Regions from separate parts of the Sus scrofa genome. Here region 2 is linked to region 1. Evidence: chromatin contacts called from public HiChIP or PLAC-seq data. All regions are on one chromosome and are shown on one strand. Each heading gives the region's core, a stretch centred on a gene start, on an enhancer-like site or on the middle of the called end of the contact. The rest is flanking DNA. Distances are from core to core; before and after follow the strand shown. Region 1 has its middle 150 kb from the start of RASA1. Region 2 overlaps RASA1 (ras GTPase-activating protein 1).

Region 1 (6,588 bases), core at 1,154-3,653:
TCACTGAATCTGCTTCCATCCAGATCACTAATGACTTCCCAATTCAATCCATTGGCCACCTTCAGTCCTGAGATTTAGGCCTTTACATTAGTCTTTGAGACCCTTGACTCCTTTTATCAGACTCACACCTCTCTGATTCTGTGATACCACTCTCCTGATTTTCTTTTTACCTCTCCAGATGATCCTTTCCCATTTCTGATTTGAGTCCCTCTTTTTCTGCCTCCATTCTCCTTTACAAGCTAGTTTGCTTCAAATGTCATGAGTAGGCACCTCTTCTCATTGGACTTTCTCTCTGAACTTTGGAAGGAACCTAACTTCCTAGTTTTAAATGCTACCTAGAGTCACTTCAAAACATTGACTTCTCTGTCTCCATTATTCTAATGCAAACATGTGGAAGGTAGGGAGTTTTTTTTCTTATTCAACATTGTAGTTCCAACATCTAGCATTAGGTGATCAATAAATATTTGTGGAATTAATGAAGGAATTCTTATCTATATTTTTATCCCAGAGCATACATTTTGGGGTTTTTTGGGGGGTTTTGTTGTTTTGCATTGTTTTTGTTTTTGTTTTGTTTTGCTTTTATTTTAGGGTTGCAACCGTAGCATATGGAAGTTCCCAGGCTAGGGATCAAATGGGAGCTATAGTTCCTGGCCTACGCCACAGCCATAGCAATGTAGAATCTGAGCCACGTGTGCTACCCACACCAGAGTGCATGGAAATGTCAGATCCTTAACTCATTGAGTGAGGCCAGGGATGGAACCCGCAATCTCATGGTTACTAGTTGGATTCGTTTCCACTGAGCCACAATGGGGACTCCCAGAGCATACATTGAAGCTCCAAGATTGTACATCACACTGTCTACTTTCCTTTTCCATGCAGATGTTCCCCAAATGTCTTAAGGACATATTTTACCCTAAACTCATCACGTCCATGTGTTCCTGATAGTGCTTAGGTAATAGCCACTCAGCTGTGAGTCAAGGTGATCACCACATCATCCATTTCTTGATATAGCATTGCAGTGCTCTGCTCCTAACGGTTAACAGTGCTGAAAAGAAAATTATATTGCGAGACAAATATTTCACAATATAGTGACTCATACAAGTGTAACCCTTGAAAATATGTCCAGGGCTTACTTATCTTGTAGTGTACCATAAATTCATACCTTCCTATATTTGAATATCTACCTTTTAATCTGCTTGGAATTCCTCTTATGCTCCCTCAACTCCTTCTCATCTTTTTAGAAAAAGTGGATGAACTGTCCTTTCTTTTATAGAGGTCTTCTTGGTTTTTGTCTTCCCCTGCCCAGAATGGAGTGTGTCCAGAGGCTACATGGCCAAATCTCCTAAAGCTTGCCTTGTTCATGGAATGTATCACCTACTATAAGATTTACCTGTTAACATCTTTATTTCTTCCACCAAGTAATGAGCTCCTAGAGGGCAAGACCATTGTCCTGTTCTCTCTCTTTTTTTTTCTTTTTAGGGCTGCACCTGCAGCATATGGAGGTTCCCAGACTAGGGGTCCATTGGAACTGTAGCCGCCGGCCTACACCACAGCTACAGCAACATCAGATCTGAGCCGTGTCTGTGACCTATACCACAGCTCATGGCAACGCCAGATCCTTAACCCACTGAGCAAGGCCAGGGATGGAACCCGCAACCTCATGGGTCCTAGTCAGATTCATTTCCACTGCGTCACAATGGGAACACCTCTGTTCTCTTATATTCTCTTTTATTCTGTATCCCCAGAGACAAGAATGGTGCCTAGAACAGAGTAAGTACTTAATAAATTTGGGTAAACAATGTAGTCAAGCTGAGTGTTTTATTAATTGGATTTAGTGGAAAGAGTAAAATTATGCACAGTTAAATAGATCAGTAGATTAAATGGTAAGTTTTCATCTGGAACACACTGTACATGCTTTTACACACTGACCTTCCCAAAGGGTCGATAAGTTCATCATCCTTAAACTTAATAAGGAGAGGTAAAATGAAGTATAGTTATTTATTCAAGTGTCATACTCACCTCAGATTTGGCAGTGGTTCCACTCAGGTTCCTGAAGTGTCACAAGTCTTCGCCTACTTTGTCCCTTGGTACCTTCCTTCCTGCCTTTCCACGTTTTCTCCTGCTTCCCACTTGGAATATGATCCTGACAATTAGAAATCTGGTAGCCATTTGGGGGAGTCTTAAGAAAAAGGCTTAGAGAATCATAGAGACCTCTTCCCTGACATTTTTGAGCCACTGAACCAACTACTACCTACCTCTATACTTCTTGTTATAAAAGTAAGTCTTAATGTGTTTACGTCACTATGACTAATAGTCATATTAGTTATATTAGTCATATACTTAACTGTAAAGTAGCCAACTCCCTCATGTTATTCAAAGTGTTTTGAGACATTCCTATTGCCTACATCTCTGCTCCCCACATTCCTGCTGCATCCCTTGATACACAAATACATGTACATACACAGGCCTCATTCATCAGCTGGCTGAGGCCAGAAATTCCACAATTTGAGATTCATTTCCTTATTGTAAGTCTTTGAATTCATCCAAAATACAAATACCTCTAGAATTAGTAACACATAAGCCTTAAACATTCATGCTCTCAACAAACATTTATAGCTTATTTATTGTGTTGCCCAACATTTTGAGAGGGATCTAAAAGTTAATAAGACACAAGCACTGCCTCAAGGGTGTTAAGACTCCATTGATAAAGTCCATCCTGAAAACTCATATTAAAAATAGAATCTAGGGGAGTTACCATTGTGGCTCAACAGTAACAAACCAGACTAGTATCCATGAGGATTCGGGTTTAATCCCTGGCCTGCTCAGTGGGTTAAGGATCCAGTGTTGCTGTGAGATGTGTTGTAGGTTGCAGATACAGCTCAGATCTGGCATTGCTGGGGCTGTGGCTGTGGCGTAGACTGGTATCTACAGTTCCCATTCAACCCCTATGCTGGGAAATTCCATATGCTGCAGTTGCGACCCTAAAAAGAAAAAGAAAAAAAAAAGAGTCTAGGAATTCAGAAAGACCAGTAGGTTTGTGTTATTGAGACCCAAGGAAGGTAAACCAAATTCGTTATGGTGAGTAAGGGAGATTTCCCAAAAGAACTTCCATTTCAGTAGCATGTAAGTAGGAGCAGTAAGAATTAGAGTGCTGGGGTTGGGGGTAAACTGGTGTGGGTGGGTGGGTGGGTGGCTGTGTATAGGTAGGCAGGTAGGGCAGGGGTATAGGATAAGAGTGAAGAGATCAGCAGGAGGTACAGTCTAGGCCTCTTAAGTGTGGAAAATAACCAATATTTCAGCCTGACTGGCCCATAGGGTATCTGCAAGTATATTGTAGGAGAGAAAAGGAAGTGTCTTGTGTTCAGTTTTATGAGTTTGAACTTTATGCTGGCAATTAAGGCTATTGAAGGATTCTAATCCATGTTATAATATGACTAGATCTGAATTTTATAAGATTATATTTTTCAGTAATGTGTAAAAAGAATTACAAGGGAATAATTCAGGAAACAAGGAGTCCAAAGAAGAAGATATCCCAGAAACCCAAGAAAACAGCAATACCAGAAAAAATTAGCACAAGCCATGGCAATATGGTTGGTTAGGGTATAATTTCTGGAAAATATTTATGAGATCAGGTGGACTGGGTTTGGTAACCAAGCAGATTAAAAAAGTGTATAAGCAGAAAGATTGCAAATCCTGTCTAGATTGCTCACTTGAGAAATAATACTTATAACTCTTCATACTAAACTTTTAATAGGTTCTAAATAAGTGAAAATGTTGAGCTTTAAATAAAAACCACTATGACTCAAAAAAGCCCAATAGATAAACCATCACTGCCCCCTATCACCAAGCAGCCAAATTTGACCAATATTAGAAAAAGACATTTTATTTTGGTGGAGAATGACAGAATAAATTCACCTTATTTATTTATTTATTTTTATATATAATGATTTTTATTTTTTTCCATTATAGTTGGTTTACAGTGTTCTGTCAATTTTCTACTGTACAGCATGGTGACCCAGTTACACATACATGTATACATTTTTTTTTCTCACATTATCATGCTCCATCATAAGTGACTAGACATAGTTCCCAGTGCTACAGAGCAGGATCTCATTGCTAATCCATTCAAAAGACATTTTTTTTTCATTTTTGAGTATTCTATAAGACAGAGTCCTAACATAAAAAAAAATGTAATTTTCAACTCATTGTGAATGATAACACTTTCTGATGGAGAAATTAGGGTTTAGAAATAGTATAGGGCCAGATGAAAACCCCATAACAGGAACTTAGACATGCCCGTATGGGATTAAACATAGATGATCAGTTTCAAAATGTTCTTCTGAAAAGTGACAAGTATTCTGGTGCCAGTGCTGTTTCAATGTGTGCACTTCTCTCCCCTTCCTCATCTGATCTGAATTTCCAGTCATTAGTCACTGTGGAATGTGGAATTTTCTCAAATGAGGTTTCAACCTGACACCATCACCATGTCACCTTTCCATAGCTGAAATAATTTGAGGCATCCATATAATAAACAACAGTAGAGATGTGTAAATAATCTGCCACAAACCGTCAGTGATTAGGATTGTTTGTCTAAAAATGTCCTTAGGTCAGCTAGCAGGATGCTGTTCTTCTAACCTTTTCCCATTCTGGTTTTGTTTTGTTTTGTTTTGTTTCCATTTGCTGACTTCTCACAGGATGTGAAATTGACTGCAGTGGCACAGAACCATGAAGAATTTTTTAGAATTAATCAAGACCATACAGCATAGCCCATATGTCATTCATCTTAAATTCTCAAATGAATTCTGATGATGATATTTATAAAAGATGTCTGTATGTCTACTAATGCTCCCTTTTTCCTCAAAAGATGACTTCTCAGTCATAGAATGTTCTACTTTTTTCCCCCTTAATCTCCTCCAAGAGGCACTGCTCATGAGAAAAGAACACTGTGGTTTGTCCCAAGAAGAATGGAGAGTATCCTTGCCTGTCTAAATTTGCTAATCTCCTGAAATACGAAATATCTGAAACTGCTTCAGTCGATCCCCCATCCATCACACCTATGCAGACAAAAATCACTGACATTGAAAATTAAAATCCTGTACCATTTTTAATATACAGTTTGTGCCCTAGACTGATAATGAGTTCTTTTTAAAAGTATCACTGATTTGGCCACAAGTCACTGGCTGTCAAAAAATGTCAGATTGCTCTTCTGATAAAGTGACAGAACATGAAATATATATTTGAACATAGGTTGCTATTTAAATTGTGGAGCTCACACCTAAGGAAGCAGTACCCTTAATTGGAAAGTGTCTTAAGAAAGATCACAGTGTATTCCAACAATAGAGTACCCAGTTATAGTTTTTGATCAAAAATAATAAAATAGTGCTAATTTTATATTCAGTCCATACAAACCATTAAGATTTTTTTAACATGTATAAATATTTGTTTCCAGTCTAGCTGTTGTAGAAATGGTGCCACTCTGAAACCTTCTCTATTTTAATAAGATTCTTCTTTTATAAAGCTCTCTTACTTCAGCTCTAACACTATCATATTATGTTGAACTACATAAAGATAGTATTTACCACTCTTCTAAACACGTCTTGGCACCTGCACTGCTTGGAAGAAAAATGAAAGTGTGATTTCTTTGCAGCAGGTGAGGCCCTGGTTTCTCTCCTGTTGGATTCACCAACCTGCATGTCCCCCATGACAAAGGGCCTGCTACTGTAAATGTCTAGGTTCAGACTTTTGCCTTGATTCCTTATTTGGGGTTTTCATCAGTCCCTGAAGAGGAGACTGGGTGTTTTATTCCAAAAGTCAAATTGAAGTTGAAGCAAAGACAAAGGAGGAAGACAGGAACCCCCACCTCTCCAGCCAGATCAGTTGAATCCCCCTCTGGAAATCCATGACAATTTAGCATTGTAGTCAAACTGCTTCACATCTCCCTATTCAGTCTCCTCCAGAAGTAATGCATCAGGACTCACCAACTCTGATTTGAAATCAGTCTTACTCTCTTACCAAAGAAAGCTGGACATGTAGAGGTGAGGTGTGAAGTCAGTTTCAGTGAAGACAGCTAAGTAGCTAAGTAGTAAATTTATGTATTTATCACCATTGCAGTACTACTAAAAAACTCACATAAAGACATTCCCACTAGAAGAAAAAATACAGATATTATATATGTTCCAGTTACAATAGTCTCCATGTTTTGAATTTTATTATTTTATTTTATTTTAGGGCCACACACATGGCATATGGAGGTTCCCAGGCTAGAGGTCAAATGGAAGCTGTAGCTGCCAGCCTACACCACAGCCACAGCAACTTGGGACCTGAACCACATCTGTGACCTACACCACAGCTCACAGTAACTTCATATCCTCGACCCACTGAGCCAGGGCAGAGATTGAATCTGTGTTCTCATGGATGCTAGTCATATTCGTTTCTGCCGAGCCACGATGGGAGTTCCCATGTTTTGAATTTTAAATTAACCTCCCCTAATTTGATAACAGAATCCCATACTCTTTGGCAAAGACAAAGATTACCCATGGGATGTCCTCCCAATGCTTTCCTGAGAGATTGAAAACTGATATGAGCAGA
Region 2 (6,524 bases), core at 2,953-5,452, 170 kb after region 1:
TGCTTTCCCTTGAGTTATTTGAACATTTGTTAGGATTTCATCATGATACATTACAGTGATATTTATATCACTTTGTAGATATTAAAAAATATGTGTGTAATTTACTGCAGTCTGTAGGTATAAGCATTTTATTAATTCAAACGAAGTGAGGAAACTATTCTTCCACTTATCTCCCTTTACCTTCCCACTTTGACTATTTCTTCTGCATACACTGAGTAGCTTTTCAGATGGTATTAATATTTTTGTTATCGTAGAATATACATTATGTAAAACTTATCATTTTAATCATTTTTAGGGTATAGTTCTGTGGTCTGAAGTGTATACACATTGTTGTTCAACCATTACCACCACCTACCTCCAGAACTTTTCCATCTTCCCCAACTGAAACTCTGTACCCTTTAGACACTAACTCTCCTTTCCCTTTTTCCTCAGCCCCTGGCAACCACCATTTTACTTTTTGTTTCTATGAATTTGACTCCTCTAAGTACCTTACATAAATGGCATCATGGAATATTTTCCTTTTGTGACTGACTTATTTCATTTAGCATGTCTTGAAGGTTCATCTATGTTGCAGCATTTGTCAGAACTTTGTTTTTAATTAGGTCTGAATACTACTCTAGCCTTACACCACATTTTTATTCATCGATGGACACTTGGGTCCCTTCCCCTTTTTGACTGTTGTGATTAATGCTATTTGAACATAGTGTAAGTATCTGTTTTAGTCATTTCTTTCATTTTAGGGGTATACCTAGAAGTGGAATTTTTGGATCATAGAGGACTTAATTCTGTGTTTCAGTTTTTGAGGAATTAGGATAGCATTTTTGATAGCATCTATACCATTTTGTAGCCTCAGTAGCAAGTATGAGGGTTCTAATTGTTTCATATCCTCACTATCACTTGTATTATCTGAGTTGGTTATTTATTTATTTATTTATTTGCTTTTTTAGGGCTGCACTAGTGGCATATAGAAGTTCCAGGCTAGGGGTTAAATAGGGGCTACAGCTGCTGGCCTACACCACAGCCACAGCAACACTGAATCTGAGCCGTGTCTGTGACCTATACTACAGCTCCAGCAGTGCCAGATCCCCGACCCACTGAGTGAGGCCAGGGATGGAATCTGCATCCTCATGGATATTAGTTGGATTCATTTGCACTGTGTCACAATGGGAACACCCTTTTTTTTTTTTTTTTTTTTTTTTTTTGATGATGATAGCTATCCTTTGGGTATGAAATTGTATCTCATTGTGGTTTTGACTTGCATTTTCCTAATGTTGAGCATGTTTTCATGTACTTAGTGTCCGTTAGTATATATTATTTGGAGAAATGTCTTTTGTCATTTTTGGCTGCCCTGTGGCATATGTTGCTCCTGGTCTAGGGATCAGATCTGAGCCACAGTTGCAGCTGCGGCAATGCCAGATCCCTAACCCACTATGCAAGGCTGCCCATGTCCAAGGCTGCCAAGACACTATTAGTCTCATTACACCACAGTGGGAGCTCTTGCCCATTTTTTAAAAATCAACTTGTTTGTTTTTGTTGAGTTGTAGGTGTTCTTTATATATTCTGGATTATCAGTTTCTTTTTCAGATAAGTGGTTTATAAACATTTTCTCCTGTTGCGAAGGGTTGATTGTTCATTATTGACAGTCTTTTGATATAGAAGTTTATTAATTTTGATGAACTCCAACTTAGCGAATTTTTTTGCCTCTGAAATTTTTATTTTGTTCATTTGCTATGATTTTAAAATCTTTTGAGTAAGAGAGTAGTCTGTTGAATCTATTATATTTATTCATATTTTTGCTTTCCCCATTGTTCTTTCTTCTTTCCTGTCATTCCAAAGTCCTTTTTATCACTTGAAAACTTTCCTTAGCCATTCTCGAAGGATAGTCTGCTATCTGACAGATTCTTTTAGTTTTCCTTTCTCTTCTATGTCTTTATTTCTGCTTTATTTCTGAGAGATAATTTTGTTAGATATAGAAATCATGGTTGACAGTTCTTTTCTTTCAGTGCTTTTGAAATTTTTTTGTTAGTCTTCTGACCTTTGTGGTTTCAGATGAGAAAATGGCTGCAATTGAGTTGGTGTTCCCCTGTAGGCAGTGCATCCTTTCTCTGTGATTGCTTTCAAGATTTTTCTTTGTCTTTGTTCATAGATAATATGTCAAGCTGTAACTTCTCTGGGTTAACTTGTTTGTGGTTTGCTCATTTGAATCTGTAAGTTTATGTCTTCCTTCAACTTTGAAAGTTTTCAGTCATTTGTTGAAGATTCTACAACTCACTCTTTTTTTTTTTTTTTTTTTCCTTATCTCCATGTAACTCTAATGATAGGGACTTGGATCTTTTATTATTGTCCCATCTATCTGTGAGACCTTGTTATTTTCTTTTCAGTGGTTTTTCTATTTTTGTTCAGATTGAGTAAATTCTGTTGATCTGTCTTCAACTTCACTGATTCTGTTCTCTACTATTCTATTACTACTATTGTCAATAGTAATAATTCCTACTATTGAGCCCATCTAATAAGTTTTTGTTTTTCTTGCTTATTGTAGTTTTCAGTTCTTTAATTTTTTTAATAGTTTTTATTTCTTAGCTTACATTTTGTCTGTTTCAAGAGAATTTGTGATTCACTGATCAAGATTTTTTTTTTTTTTTTTTTTTCGGCTGCACCAGCAGTATGTGGAAATTCCTGGGCCAGAGACTGGGCCAGAAATCAAACCCACACTTCTTGGGCTGCTGCCGTGATAACACTGGATCCTTAAGCTGCCGTACTACAAGGGAACTCTGTTGGAGATTTTTTTTATGATGGCTGCTTTAAAATCTTTTTCAGATGATTCAAATATCTAATTTGTGCCAGTGTTGGCATATGTTGATGATTGTCTTTTTTCCTCATTCAAGTAATGATTTTCTTGGTTCTTAGTATGATGGGTATGTTCCCTAGGTATGATGGATATATTTACTACAGAAAATTTGGAAACCATTGGAACATACAAAGAAGAAAAAAAATCACTTTTTATTGCCGAAGTCTCCTTTAAATTTTTTATGTATACTTCATAACACTTAGCCAAAAAAAATATGTCAGTTATACCTTGAGATATGATAGTGCACGTTTCATTCCAGACTACTGTAGTGAAGTGAACATTGCAATAAAGCAAGTGACACAAACTTTTTGGTATCCTTGTGCATATTAAGATTAAACTGTTTATTCTCTATTATAGTGTCTGTTAAGTGTGCAGTAGTGTTCTAAACAAGTATATAAACCTTTATTTAAAAATACTTTCTGCTAAAAACAGTATTAACCATTATCTGAACCTTCAGTGAGTCGTAGTGTGTGGGGGGATAACATCAGATCACCAAGCACCATAACAAATATAATAATAATGTAAAAGTTTGAAATACTGTGAGAATTAGCAAAATGTGATACAGAGACACAAAATGAGCAAATGCTGTTGAAAAAGTGCTGATAGACTTGCTCACTATAGGGTTACCAGAGTCCTTTAATTTGTAAAAAACACAGTTATCTGTGAAGCACAGTAATAGTTTAGTAAATTCTTTAATTCTTTAGTAAAGCACAATAAAATGAGATATGCCTGTATATATTCCCATTCCCCCCAAATATAATTGTAGCTAACACTTTCACATGTGAGGAAATTGAGGTAAGCAGAGTTTTAGGTAATTTTCCCAGGTCACAAAACTACCAGAAGATTCAAACCCAAACTTTTGATGCCCAGGTCTATACTTTTAACCATTGTGAAACACTCAGTCTTACTCTTTTTTTTTTTTTTTTGCCTTTAACCACTTGTGAAAAATTCCTTCGATAGGAGAACAAACTTATCTTAGGAGAGATAATAGATTAATAGCCCTTTGAAGATATTTTGGATAGTGTTTAAGTGGTTGAATACATATATCTATAGATATTTAAATGTGTTTAGCTACAGATATATACGTGCATTTTGCAAGATTACCTTAAATAGTAGAGAAAGCAGTTTTGATGCCTCTATGCATTTGCTTATGGATATTTAAATAAATAAATGCCTTCTTATATTTGAATGGAAAGTGGTAATAGGCTTTCTTTTTTCTTTTTATAAGTTTTTAATCTTCTTTCAAAAGAACTTTTTTAAATTTTTTGAAAGTAAATGATTATTAGCTTCCTTACTCATTTCTTGAGCCACAAATTGTGTAGAAATTCTTCCAAACATTGTGTCACTAGAGGGTCACTCATCACGTAATATGTAGTAAGCTTGGTTGTTTACCCATAACATTGAGTTTTAGGGTAGCTGCCTAAGCATGGATTTTTGGGGAAATTCCTAATCACTGGGTTAAATAGTGATTATATGGTGGTTTAGGAATAACTTGCTGCATTTCAGTTTTTACCTAAGAAAACTAATCCATATGTCTAGAGTGCATTTCTGTGTGTGTGTACTTAAGGGACATAGCAATGATAAGGTGATGGTAAGAGAAAATAAATTTTCAGTATTTCTTTGGAATCCTATTAGAATTCTCTACATTTGTCATTCTGGCAGCTAAAAATGAGTAAATGATGTAGTTGATGTTTGCTTTTAGTCTTTCATGGCATTCGGGAAAAAGGAGCACACTGGCAGGGGACTGTATCCTCTAGTTCACATTAGAATTCGTGAATATTATCCACAGAGTATTTTCCTCATGAAGCCTTTTTTAAAAAGATAATTATAAAAGTGAGTAGTATTTAAAGTAGCTAGCAATTTTATTTTGACACTTTTTTTGGGACTTATTTAACTTGATAAAATATTGTAGTGTCAAAAATCATACAAAGTCTTAGTGTGCTGTGGAGAAATAGTACTTTTTAATAAATTAAAATTAGTTTTTATGAAATGGTTTTGTTTGCCTAGTGCACAGGGCCTGTGAGAACATGCAGTAGAGGAGAACTTGAAATACACTAGCTAGCAGGTGCATCTTGGTATGCTTTGCATGAGCTTGAGCATTGTCCTATAGATATGTGGAATCCATAGAATGCAATCTTTTTCTTAACTTTTTAACACTTTTTAAAAAAGATGTCAGCAATATGCCTTTCTTTTTCTCCTTTCCCCACTTAAATGTGATCATTTTTTTTTTCTTTCTTTTTTTTGGGTCGTTTTTAGGGCTGCACCTGCGGCATATGGAGATTTGCAGGCTGGAGGTCTAGTTGGAGCTACAGCTGCTGGCCTATGCCACAGCTGCTGCAGTGTGGGATCCGAGCTGCATCTGCAACCTACACCACAGCTCACAGCAACACTGGATCCTTAACCCCCTGAGTGAGGCCAGGGATTGAACCTGCAACCTCATGGTTCCTAGTTGGAGTCGTTTGTGCGGCACCATGACAGGAAGTCCTTTTTTTTCATTTTTTAAAGTTTTATTGAAGTATAGTTGATTTACAGTGTTGTGATAATTTTTTCTGTACAGCAAAGTGATTCAGTCATACATATACATACATCCATTCTTTTTCAGATTCTTCTCCCACATAGACCATCACAGAATTTTGAGTAGAGTTCCCTGTACAGCAGGTCCTGGTTGGCCAGTCATTCTGTATACCACAGTGTGCATATGTCAGTCCTAAACCCCCAGTCCATCCCTTAACCCTCTTGTCCTCTTTGGTAACCATTAGTTTTTTTTTTCAAAGTCTGTAATTCTGTTTGTGTTCTGCAAATATATTCATTTGTATCCTTTTTTTTAAAGATTCCACATATAAGTGATATCATATAATGTGTGTCTTTCACTGTCCACGTAACCTCACTTAGTGTGATAATCTCTAGGTCCATCCATGTTGCTATAAATGACATTATTTCATTCTTTTTTATGGCTGAGTAATATTCCATTCTATATATGTACTACATCTTTATCCATTCCTCTTTCAGTGGACATTTATGTTGCTTACATGTCTTGGTCAATGTAAATACTGCTTCAGTGAACACTGGGGTGCACATACCTTTTCAAATTATAGTTTTCTCCAAATCCATGCCCAGAGTGGGATTGCTGGATCTTATGGTAGTTCTGTTTTTAGTTTTTTTTTTTTTTTTTTTGAGGAGACTCCATACTGTTTTTCATAGTAGTTGTACCAGTTTACATTCATACTAACAGTGTAAAAGTTTCCCTTTTCTACACACCCTCCCCAGCATTTACCCACAGAATGGGAGAAAATATTTGCAACTGATGCAGCTGATAAGGAATTAACCTCCAAAATATACAGACAACTCATGCAGCTCAATATCAAAAAAAAAAAAAAAAAACGAACAACCCAGTCAAAAAAATGGGCAAAAGACCTTAAATAGAGATTTCTCCAAAGAAGACATACAAAAAAAAAAAAAAAAGAAATCCCAAAAAACAAAAAAATGCCTGAAAAGATGTTCAGCATTGTTAATTATTAGAGAAATTCAAGTCAGAACTTCGGTGAGGTACCACCTTAGATCAACCAGAATGGCCATCATCAAAAAATCTACAAACAGTAAATGTAATCATTTACTTTGATGGTTCTTTTCTACTTCTTAAATTGTTTTAGAATCTCACTTTAAGAAACATTTCCAG

The links. HiChIP or PLAC-seq counts read pairs in DNA pulled down with a chosen protein or histone mark.
Region 2: an H3K27ac HiChIP or PLAC-seq map of alveolar macrophages shows a contact between it and region 1. The contact joins two enhancer-like sites. A contact is called at or near these places in 5 of 47 Hi-C or Micro-C datasets (alveolar macrophages, embryonic fibroblasts, fibroblasts and 1 more) and 1 of 2 datasets of contacts at active chromatin or transcription factors (alveolar macrophages).

What each region holds. Positions count from the first base shown.
Region 1 is chr2:94,723,773-94,730,360 of Sscrofa11.1, forward strand. No RefSeq gene overlaps it. Among named protein-coding and RNA genes, the nearest start is that of RASA1, 150 kb to the right of the region's middle. Within about 2 kb of position 2,404, at least 6 of the 83 cell types and tissues checked have an H3K27ac peak or open chromatin away from gene starts, as enhancers often do. A contact at or near this core is called in alveolar macrophages, where this site is marked.
Region 2 is chr2:94,892,894-94,899,417 of Sscrofa11.1, forward strand. The region is part of intron 1 of RASA1 (ras GTPase-activating protein 1); the gene reads left to right. Among named protein-coding and RNA genes, the nearest start is that of RASA1, 17 kb to the left of the region's middle. Within about 2 kb of position 4,203, at least 2 of the 83 cell types and tissues checked have an H3K27ac peak or open chromatin away from gene starts, as enhancers often do. A contact at or near this core is called in alveolar macrophages, where this site is marked.